2 separate regions of the Sus scrofa genome follow, and region 2 is linked to region 1. Evidence: chromatin contacts called from public HiChIP or PLAC-seq data. All regions are on one chromosome and are shown on one strand. The core of a region is the stretch at or near the end of the contact, and the rest is flanking DNA. Distances in the headings are between cores, read along the strand shown.

Region 1 (5,554 bases), core at 2,497-4,996:
CAGGAGCCGTGTCTGTGTGTTATTACCATGGCCGCGCGCAGCCCTGCCAGGTTCCGGGCCACTCTGCGTGTGCACGTGTGAATATGACTGTACCAATACAGAGATGCCCGAGTGTGTGTGTGTGTGTGTGTGTGTGCGCCCACACGCTCTGTGTGTGCGCCGTGTGTGTGTCTGTGTGTGTTTTAAATCTCCCCTGGGTGGTAACTCTTTTTTTTCTCCCCTTCCTGTTTGGCTGTGACCTGGGGGAGATTGATAGCCAGCCTGCGCCGTGGATGCTAACAGTTCCCCTGATTTATAGAGTTACTTACGCTAAGTGAGGCCACTTAGACACGTCTGGATAGTAAACCTTTTAACTGGACTAAAAAATCATAATAAATAAATAAACAAAGGGGGGCAAGTAGAGCCTAGTGGCCGGGCCCCCCCCACTTCCCAACTTGGGGCTGTTGGGGCTCAGGGGACCTGGCTGAGAGCCCTGGGGAGCAGTGGCCTCTCCTCCCACCCGCCAAAGCTCGGAGGCCCTTCTCTTCCGAGCAAGAGGTGGGATTGGGCCCCAGCGGGAGGGACATCCTCCAGGGGACAGGTCTTGGCTGGAGATGGGCTGTGGGGTGGGGGGAGGGAGGAGGGATGGGGGAGGCCTGAGGGAGCTCATGGGGAAGCAGGGCCAGGAGCAGGTGTCTCTGGGGACCTTCCCCTGCTTCCCAGACTCGCCACTCCTGTGGCACCGAGACTTTTCACCACAGTGAGCGCACATGCAGTGACTTGAACGTCTGCCCAGTGGTCTGAGTTGAACAGTCCATGATGGCAGGAACCAGGACAGTCCACTTGCTCGTGTCACATCCTCAGAATTCAGCCCAGGGCCTGGCCTGTGGAAGCATCTCTGAGTGTTTGTTGAATGAATGTAGGCACAGCGCTCCGGCACTGGGGCTTATGGCCTGTCAAGTTCAAGTTCTTGGGGGGCAGGGGAAGGGGAGGCTCAGACACTGCTGCCACCGTCCTAGCTGGGAGGCTATGGGGGGCCAGTGCGGGGTCTCAGACGGTGAGACCTCCAAGCCCATTGGGGATCTGGCTCTGGCTCGGACTCAGGGTGACCGTGACAGTGACCGCCTCGCCAGGCTCTGCTCTGTCGTCTGGAAAAAGGGACAGGATGGTGGCCATGTGGGGATACTGGGGCATCACTGACGTGATGCTCTGAGTTGCTCAGCACTGTCCCCAGCACAGGGGAGGCGTGCAGAGGGTGCCAGCTGCCGTATTGCCCTCGGCAGCGTGGGCCAGGGCAGCCACCAGCGTGGCCCAGGGGTGCCCACCGCCTCCGAGCCGCCTGGCAGCAGGCGGGTGGGCCCTGGACCACCACCCCCGCCCGAGGGGACGGGTGCCTGGCCCCTGCCTCACCAGTTCTTGATATACAGCGGGCATTAGGCCGCCCAAAGGGGACACTGCATCCTTAGGAAGAAATATGTCCTCATTTTTCTTAAACACCGTTTCCACTGAGTGAAATGTTTAGAAGGGACGCGCGGGGAGAACTTTATTTCCTACCAGGGAGTTCGGAGCCACCAGGCAGAGCCCATAAAGCACCCGGAGCCTGGTAGCTGACAGGCCGCCCGGCTCCGAAACGCATTACTCACCGGTGGGGAGGGGCTGCCAGGCCTGCCCAGCCCTCGGGGACTAACCCCCACCCCCAAGACAGGACAGGCGACTCCAGGACCTGGCCATGGGTGGCAGGCACTGGAGCCTTCGGTCCCCCTGAGCCCGGGCTGCCCAAGGCAGGGGAGGGCCTGGCCCTAACTGGGCGAGGGGGTGGAGCTGTCCCTGACACCCGCTTTGTCCCCAGGGGTCAGAGATGAGGGGCCCAGGTGCAGCTGCAGGAGCCCCCGTGCCCCCCCGGAGCTGGCAGGAGCCTGGCCTTCTCCAGCCTTTGGAGGGAGTGATGAGATTCCTGCCATAACGGGCGCTTCTCCCGAGGCCCTCCCTTCATTCGATTTCTGAAGCTGGCTGATTTGCATATTTATAAATATCAGTAAATTATTTATTGTAGCAATCTGCTGCACCATTTTACCCATCACAGTTAACACTTTAGGGGGCTCCGTGTTATGGGAACCAAGAGTGGGGGGTGAGGAGGAGGTGGGCCCTGCCAGCAGGGCCGGGGTCCTCGAGCCCACCCGGAGCCTTCCTGGTGACGCTGCGCCTTGCTGAGCCCCGGCCTTCATGAGTTGGGCTCTGGAGTGTCTTCGCAGCTCCAGGATCAGTTTTCTCCTCTGTCAAATGGGATGATGCCAGTACCTGCCTCACGGGATCCTCATGGGGCATGGGGACCTGGCGCCCAACAGGTGCAGGGACAGTCCAGTCCCTCCCTTTCTCCTGAGCAGGACCCGCTCTGCTGGGGGTTTGTTGGGTTTGCAGCCGGGGGAGGGGAGGCTCAGACCCTGGCAGGCGGCGAGGGGCCCCGGTGCCCCTGGCCTCTCCTGTCCTGGCGCCTCTTCTGGGTCAGGTGTGGCTTCCCGGTCTAGGGGTCTCATGCCCAGCTATGGCATCACACGTGCTTGTTTGTCCCCTCGTGGTCCCACCTGCCTTTTCCCAGGTCCTTGCAGGTCAGGCCCTTGCTTGGCGCAGACAAGCACCGTCTGACCTTACAATCCCGCAGCCCCTTCATGGGGAGAAAGCTTGCCCAGGGCCCAGGGCCCAGAGCTCACAGGGGCAGAGCCAGGCCATGAACTCACAACCGTCTGACCCCAGAGGCCAGCCCGTACTGGGGTGCTGGGTCACCTCCCAGGGCTCGTTCCAGCCTGTCTACCGGGGCCAGAGGCTGGAGACAGGGGAGCCCCTGGGATACCCACCTGCTCCTCTCCCCAGACCTGCAGGGGCCACCACAGCTGTGTCCCCCCCTCCCCGGGTAAGCAGTATGGGAGTCCCCTTCCCACCCTGCGGCCCAAGCCTGCCTCCTGGGCAGTATTGTTCCCAGAGGAAGTGTCCAGTGTAAATAGAGCAGCGGGCAGCCTGGTGGCGGGAAGGAGATGAAAGGGGCAGTGACAGGGCCGGGGACGGATGGCTTCCTCCCATTGAGGCCTGGCCGCGGCGTTTATATTTTAGGGAGGAAAGTCAAGAGAATGTTTACGTGGACAGGAGCCTGAGGTCAGACCATGAGGGGGCTCGTCTGCAGGCCCCAGGGCCCTGATGGAGGGGGTAGGCCGGAAGGCGGGCGGGCGGGCAACTTGAACCTCAGCTCCTCCACAGCCCCCTCCTCACAGCCCCAGGCGCACCCGCGTTTGCACTTAGGAGTAAGGCGTGCCTTTGCCTCGTCCCCTGCACCCTAGGCCCACACGCCTTCTCCACCTCCACCCCTGGGAGCGGCAGGAGAGTCAGAGGGAGGGCAACATCTGGAAGGCAGGTGGGCTGGGGCAGAGCAGCAGCTGGAGGGCAGGTGTAGGGGGCGTGGGCGGAGCAAAGGGGCCTGCGGGTGGGGGGTGGGCACTGGGTGCACAGCTGCACCGCAGCTGGTGGGGGCCCGTGAGGGACTGAGCCAGGCACGCAGCCGAGATCAGGAGAGGGTGGGCTGAGCCGGGTGGACCCAAGTGCCAGGAGGCTCCAGGATGGGTGGGGGCCCGGGGAGGGGGTGTCACCAGCAGCAAGTGCAGCCCTGGGAGCTTCTGCTTCCCTCTTCCTTGGGATAAATATTTATAGATTCATTTGCCGTCTGCCATACACACTTGGCTGCTTACCTCCCGGTAAAAATAGAGCAGGCTCCCCCACTCCCAGCTTTCCCTTCTCCACCAGGGCAGGGGACAAGGGTGCCAGGTGAGGCCTGCTCCCTAGGCCTGCTGGAGGAAACCTGGGGTCGCATCGCCTGGCGAGGGGCCCCATCCTGAGCTGTGAGAAGGAACCCGGCACGAGGCTTGGGGACTTGGGTGTGGGCAGCACAGACCTGGGACGTGGACAAACGTGGGTAGAGTGGGCACCAGGCTAGGGTGACGGTGAGGCTGGGCAGAGCCAGCGCCACAGTGCCACAGGACTAGGAGGACAGAAGTGAACCAAGCAGATCCTCCTTGGGGCTGGGCTGGGCTCACTGGGCTCACTGGGCTCCCCTGGACCAAGCAAGGCCATCCGCCCCGGCAGCTTCAAGGCAAGGATCTGGGGCCACTGGCCATTGTCGGTATCAAGGGCCAGCCGTCTGTGTGTACAAGTCAGGTCTGCTTAAGTCTGCGGTCCTGGCATAGGTGTGGCCCCTGCTCTCTGAAGAAGCCTCTCTGTGGCTTCCAGGCGTGTGGGTTTTTAGGGTCTCCATCCATTATAGTGAAGCCTCTTCTGACCATGGACTTGGGAGCAGAGCCCCTGCCCTCACTTAGACTTTTGACCTGTGTGGGGACCCGGCCATGCCCACCCCACTGCTGAGGGATGCCCGAGGGAGCCCTGTCCCCGAGAGGCTTCAATGAGGCTCCCCATGCACAGAGGGAGTGTGAGCCAAGACTGTGCCTGCCGTGGCCACCGCCCTGCTCCTGGCGCCACCGCAGGATCTGGCACACAGTAAGAGTTCACTAAATGGATGGGAAGATAGACGGATGGATGGACAGATAGACAGATAAACAGGTGCAGGTGTCCGCTTCTGTTGGCCTTTGTGGCAGGTCCCAGGCTGTGTGGTGGGTGGTCTTTCCAGGTGCCACCAGGACCCTGGGCGGCCCGCTCAGCAGCCACGAGGGGAGCCGTTTGCATATTCAGGGACGAAGCTCCGTGACTGCAGCTTCTGGGCTTTCCATTGGGAGTTTAAGGAATCCCAGCCTGTTGAGCTGTAACTTCTCGGGGGCTGGAGCGTGGGCGTCCTGGACCAGCCAGGCCTCCCGGGCCTGCAGGAGCTGGCCAAGGCGAAGAGGGCAGAGGGATGTCCACGGCGGAGATGCGTGGCCCCTGGAGGGCCGTGAGGAGCTTGGCCCTGGGACAGCCCTGTGTGAGGCCTGGGGAGAAGGGGAGCCCATAGCAAATGGCCAGAGGAGCTCACGAGGGCAAACAGAGGCCTTCGGTGGGGGTGCAGCAGATTCCAGGGCTTTCTGAAGATCAGAGGTTAGAGTTGGGCGGGGCCCAGGGACCAGGCTGGGCAGAGAGGTTGCTGGGGGTGAGATGCCCAGGTGGGGAAGGGTGCCAGCCGGGTGCTGCTGAGACAGGAGGCAAGAGGTCAGCGTGGCTGCTACCTGGCCCGCGGCTCTGTCTCCCCGCTCCGGCAGGCCACGGGGTGGGGCAGCAGTTCTCAAGTGGAGTCAGGCTGTTGTCACTTGCCAGCTTTGTCCCACAGCTCATTAGCCCACGTGCCCCTGCGTCCTCATGCATCAAAGGGCACGTGGCCTCTTGTCTGGGACATGGCTGGCCTGCTCTCAGGGGAGGTCTCCAGGGCCGACAGACACAGGAGATGCTTCCAGGAGCCAGGTGCTCGGAAGAAGGCCTCTCGTGTTTGAAGAGGCATTCGTTCATTCATTTGTTGGTTCACTTACAAAATGTTTCCAGAACCACCTAGAACGCGCCAGGCTCTGGGGATGCAGCTCAGGGTTCAGCGAGGGGACAAACGCGTGCCTGG
Region 2 (5,259 bases), core at 1,366-3,865, 180 kb before region 1:
GGTTTGTTTTAAAATTTATTGGTGTTTCAGGCAAATCTATTGGGCTCCCTCGGCCCCCTGGTCGGCCTCCCCTCCTCTCGGCCTCTCGCAGGCTGCTACGGGCCCTTCCTTTTCTGTCTTTCTCTCTTTATTATCCTGAAATGTAAATTACGACATTAGCCCGGTCCTTATTTTTTTTTAAACTCTCCGATGATTAAATCTGCTACACGACATCCTTGTCCTTTCTATAAATTAAATCATCTTGGCTTTGCACCTCCAGCTCAGGGCAGCCGTCGCCCGGGTGTCAAGGCATCGGGCAGCTGCAGTAGAGGGCTGGGGTCCTTGTCCCTCACTGGGGCGGACATGGGGGCCTTTTGGGGGGGCAGGGAGACCCCCTTTTTTCTGTAAATAAGGAACGTGGACCGGAGGGCGGGGGTGACAGTCGTGCCTTCCACTTTGTTTCAATCACTTCCAAACTGATTACTCTGTGAAGTGGAAAATCTGGGTAGATGAATGGTTTAATTCTCTTTCTCTTTTCTTTTGCTTTTTTCCCCCTCGGCCTCCAGTTTTGTTTTGTTGTGTTCCCCCCTCCCTTCTTCTTTTTGCAACTTCCCCCTCTTCTCAGTGCTGTGTTCATACAAAGGCTTTTGGCGAGGTGCACGCGAAGCTGCAGCCTGGAAAGTCAGCTGGGAGACCACCCAGTCCCATCCCGGCTCTGCCTGGGAACTGAAGGGGTTAACAATGCCCGCTCCAGCCTTCAACTTTTTCAGGATTTTCTATTTCCTCCCTCCTCAAGTTCTGGATGAGAGTTTGAACTCGCAGGAGCGTCCATGGTCGTGGGCACAAAGGTCCACTCACACACTCAGTGACCCCCCCATCCCCCCCTCCCGTCCCCAATTCCAGACAGCACGTGTGCACGCGTACACCCGCACACAAACCCAGCAACAGAGACCTGAGAGGATCTGCAAATGAGAGCTGCTCGCCACTGCTGATCCGGCCAAAAGAACGACAGGAAACTTAAAAAAGAAAAGGAGGAGGGATCGATTATTCGACCTGTACTTGAACCCGACTGAAAGAGATAAAGCGGAATTTTCAATAGGTCCCCTGCCCTTTTCACCAGGAGGGAAAGAGGAGAAGAAAAACAAGAGATATTTATATGACAGCAGCTGCTGAAAATAGCATTTCAGAGCCATAAAAAAAAAAAGGCAAAAAGAAATTCAATGGTAGAAAAGGCAAGAAACTCCTTGTCTGCTCCCCAAAAGGCCAGGCAGGCAGCAAGTGTCTGTGGCTGGAAATGCACGCATGCCTTCTATAGATCTGTTTGAAATTATACTTGTCATTGAGGGGGAATTTATGCTTCTATTGATCTGCAAAAGGAAAATATTAAATGGTTTGGTTTTGATCTTTCGGTGACCCCAAGGTCAAGGGTAGTAGCGGATTAGTATTCATAGAATTCATCACGGAATTGCAGCCTGCATCCACTTTATGCAAACATGCTCAAAACACGCCTGGTGAAGCAGGCAGCAAATGGCCAATGACAAGGAAAGAGCCAACGCCATCCCCTCCCTCCCTGTGGGGCTTGTCTTCTTCCCACCCCTCGGGGAGAAAACGAAACGACAAGCAGTAGGGATGTATCTGCAGGGATGAAGACAACCCGGGACTTGGGGGCTTGTACAAAAGGTGGGGTTCCCCTGGTGAGGCAAGGACACAGGAAGTTCAGAAGATCACCTGCAATGGGGGTTATGGTGTGGGGCTGAGACACCCAGGAGCACTGTGAGTGAGGGGTCCAGACAGTAGGAAGGGGCACCCATATCTGGAACAGGACAGCACCCAAAAGGCGATGCCCAGACACACACGTGACACACGTGCGCGTGCGCGCACACACACACACACACACACACACACACACGCAGCCCGTGGAAGTCAGGTCTTTCCTGGAGGGAGGGACGTGACGTGCTGGCCAGCAGGCCGAGAGCTACACTCCTTGCCGAGCAAGGGTGACATTGCTTCTCGTTCCACCCGAGGAGCGTCCTCGGTGTGGCGCCCACGTGCCCAGCCGGGGAAGAGAGAATGGCCGGGCCTGTGTGCTGCCCTGCTCCACCCAAGCCCTGCTGCTCCCCCAGCTCCGCCAGCAGCCACAGAAACCGGGTCCAAAATGTGTGTGCGACAGGGACGCACATGGAGCCCCTGGGGACCGGCCATAAACACCCTCCCCACCCTGGGCTCAGCACACAAGTGCCCTCTTAGCAGAGTCTGTCCCCAGTGGTGGGAACATTTGGTCAGTAACAGTCACTTGCCAAGGAACTAAAAATAACCCACCCAGCATATTCCTGCAATGGCAGGAATTCTGGCTGGTCCTTGTTCTGCCGATGGGGGGTCGGTGGGGGGTCGGTGGGGGTACAGATCTCCACTACCACGGGGGCCGACACAGCAGACTTCTGGGGACACCCTAGCAATGCTCGCTGTCATTATTGGGAGGCTGGTCGCCTGTGTTCTCATCTCTCTGACCACTCACGACCCTCTAAGGCAGGGGTTGTTGATTTCCCATTGTATAGGTGAGAAAACTGAGCCTTGGTGAGACCAGGTCATGTGCTCCAGGTCTCGGCTCTGTCCTGACACCAAAGTCCACTCTCTTATCCGCTCTGCTCCAGCAGCCTGGCACCATTTGGGCAAATTCCAGGGTTGGGCCATATTTCAGGTGCAGGGGGGGAGGGGAGTTTGGGGTGAAGACCGGGCCATGGAAGCCGCAGGAGCCCCGGGGGCTGTGGGGAGGGAGAGTTAGAGTGGCCCCAGCCCTGCCTCCCCGTCCCTGCAAAGGAGGACAGCCCGGCGTTCTGCCTATTAATCATGTTTCATTTATATTAGCTTGACTCGATCTACTGTATATTTGAAATGGATTTAATTTTAGATCACGCACTATGGAAGGGGGCCAGTTTGGTGTAAGGAGCATTATGAATATTTTCCATAAGCTGGATATACATTATCCAGGGACAGATATACGAGCAGAGGCCCAGGCTCCTGGCTGGGGGAAGGGGCTGTGCTTTCGCTCCCGCCACTGCCCTGCAGCCCAGGGTCATGGCGCTTCAGAGGGGGCCCTCTCTGCCCCCTGTCCTCGTGGCAGTGGTGGGGGTATCGCAGCCCCATCTTCCCCTTGCCCGCGAGCTCCTCCCCACTGACCTTGAAGCCGCTGCTTCTCCTGGCTCCAGGCTGAGTTACCGGCCTGGGAGGGGGGTGTAACGAGGGCCACCCTGGGGCTGTGCCGGGGGGAGGGGGAAGGGCCCAGGGGAGGGACAGGAGAGGGTGTGGGATCAGAAGGGAAGGGGCCTTGGGACTCCCACCCTCAACTCCAAGCTCCAGTGGAGATGGAGAAAGCCTGGCTGCCCAGCTGGTGGGTGGGCACGTCCCATCCGACCTTCCCCAGAGCCTCTCAAGCCTGGGCTGGGGTCCCCCTCTCTCAGGAGTGGACCCTGGGCCTTGCCCCTTTCCGAGGGCACCAGAGCCAGGGGCCCCTCTCAGGAAGTGAAAGCTGGTGGCACTTGGGGGACAAGCCCACGGACACACAGCTGGGGAGCCGCAGATCAGGGTGACGGGTTCCTGCCCTGCAGCTCGGGGTGCTGCCCACCTCACGCCTGAGGCCCCACCATTGCTCCCCGCCCCCGAGACAAGCGGAATGAGAACAAGCTGCACCTTCTAGGGGATTTCTCTCTTCCTCACGCCCCACCCCCAGGGCTCCCACCGCTGTTCTTCTCTCAGCGCCACTGATCCATCCTTTCACAAACACTGCTCAGGGCCGTCTGCTTCTCTCCAACGCCCCTACCCACCTAGTCTGAGCGGCCACCTATTCTCTTGGAGCAGTGCCTGAGGCTCCTGGAGGGTCCCCAAAGCCCCCTGCCAACTCCAGTCTGTTCTGCACATCGTAGCTGGAGCCACCTGTGTAAAGCAGCACAGTGACATATGCGTCCCTCCTAATTCCCCAAGGTCAAATCCAAAATTGTATGCTGGCCAAGGAGACTCAAGGGAGAATGGACCCTGCCGACTTCCCCAGGGTGTCCACCGTCTTTCAGGCATTTTATCTGCCACATGCCATGGTCCCTCCACCACAGGACTTCGGCACAAGACAGTCTCCCTGCCTGGGTCACTGCCCTCCCCCTTTCACCTGGCTAACTTGTCTTTGACTCTCAGCATCTACTTCAACAGCCCCAGGAAGCCTCTGATCACCGCACCTTCCCCCCCCCCACCGCCCTGTCCCACCGCCCAATGCGATCGAAATCAAGTCCCACTCTGCCTTTTGCAGATCGTACTGCCATAGGGGACATTTGGGGTCTGCCTATCCACACCCAGCAGGCGAGACACTGGGCAGGCACGGGGCCATGCCATGGGCAGGTACCAGCCGAGCTGCTGCCTCACCACCATTCGCACGTCCATCAGTCCCTCCATCAGCTCGGCATATAATACACCCGTCACCCACCTCTGCCTGGGCTGGCAGACTTTCAGAAGTGGCATGCGACGCTTCCCTTATTCATTCTTAATTTAAGGTTTTGTGAGTTGTAATAACCCCCCTTTCCCCCAAATCACTGGGGATGGGACCTCCACGTCAGCCTGGGGCCAGGAGCGCTGAAGGGTAATTGCACTGCACGTATGCTAATGGTTGTCTGGAGAAGACAATGGTAACTAGAGAATTAGGACGGGGCCTCATTCTACCCAGAGTGCAGGGTGGGGGGCCTGGCGGGGTTGGGGGGCTGGAGTCAGGAGCCAGCGGGGAGCCTATGGGGGACTGTGGGGCCTGCAGTCCATAGCGGAGATGAGAGGGACTAGGGTTCCAGGCTATAGGGCTTGGTGGGTGATGGATGCCCTGGAAAGGGGAGCAGAAACCTCTTCTCTGAATTCCTCCCGTCCCACCTGCTCCCTCCCAGAGATGGCTCCAAGGAGAAGGGGGATCTGGGAGAATGGACGGGGGGCGGGGGTGGTGCATGGGGGTCACACAAATCCTGCATCTGCCTCCCACAGGCTGTGTGACATTAATTAAGTCACATAACCTCTCTGAGCCTCAGTTTTCTCTTTTCACAGTCTCATTTTATTAGTATCTGCCTCTAGCCTGTTCTGCATAGTATGAGAGACAGCACATAGAGGTAACCTACGGAGGGCTTGGCCCACGTAGGTCCTCCACAGGTGAATTTATTGCCGAAGTCTTTATAGCAATTAATCCATCATGGGTCTGTCCCCAGTCTGCAATAACGTAGAGTGTGGCATCCTGGTTTCCTTCCTGGAGAGGAGGTGATT

The links. HiChIP or PLAC-seq counts read pairs in DNA pulled down with a chosen protein or histone mark.
Region 2: an H3K27ac HiChIP or PLAC-seq map of skeletal muscle shows a contact between it and region 1. The contact joins two enhancer-like sites. A contact is called at or near these places in 1 of 47 Hi-C or Micro-C datasets (embryonic fibroblasts) and 1 of 2 datasets of contacts at active chromatin or transcription factors (skeletal muscle).

What each region holds. Positions count from the first base shown.
Region 1 is chr6:70,905,128-70,910,681 of Sscrofa11.1, reverse strand. The region is part of intron 4 of CASZ1 (zinc finger protein castor homolog 1); the gene reads left to right. Among named protein-coding and RNA genes, the nearest start is that of CASZ1, 120 kb to the left of the region's middle. Within about 2 kb of position 3,746, at least 8 of the 83 cell types and tissues checked have an H3K27ac peak or open chromatin away from gene starts, as enhancers often do. A contact at or near this core is called in skeletal muscle, where this site is marked.
Region 2 is chr6:71,086,242-71,091,500 of Sscrofa11.1, reverse strand. No RefSeq gene overlaps it. Among named protein-coding and RNA genes, the nearest start is that of MIR9861, 25 kb to the right of the region's middle. Within about 2 kb of position 2,615, at least 8 of the 83 cell types and tissues checked have an H3K27ac peak or open chromatin away from gene starts, as enhancers often do. A contact at or near this core is called in skeletal muscle, where this site is marked.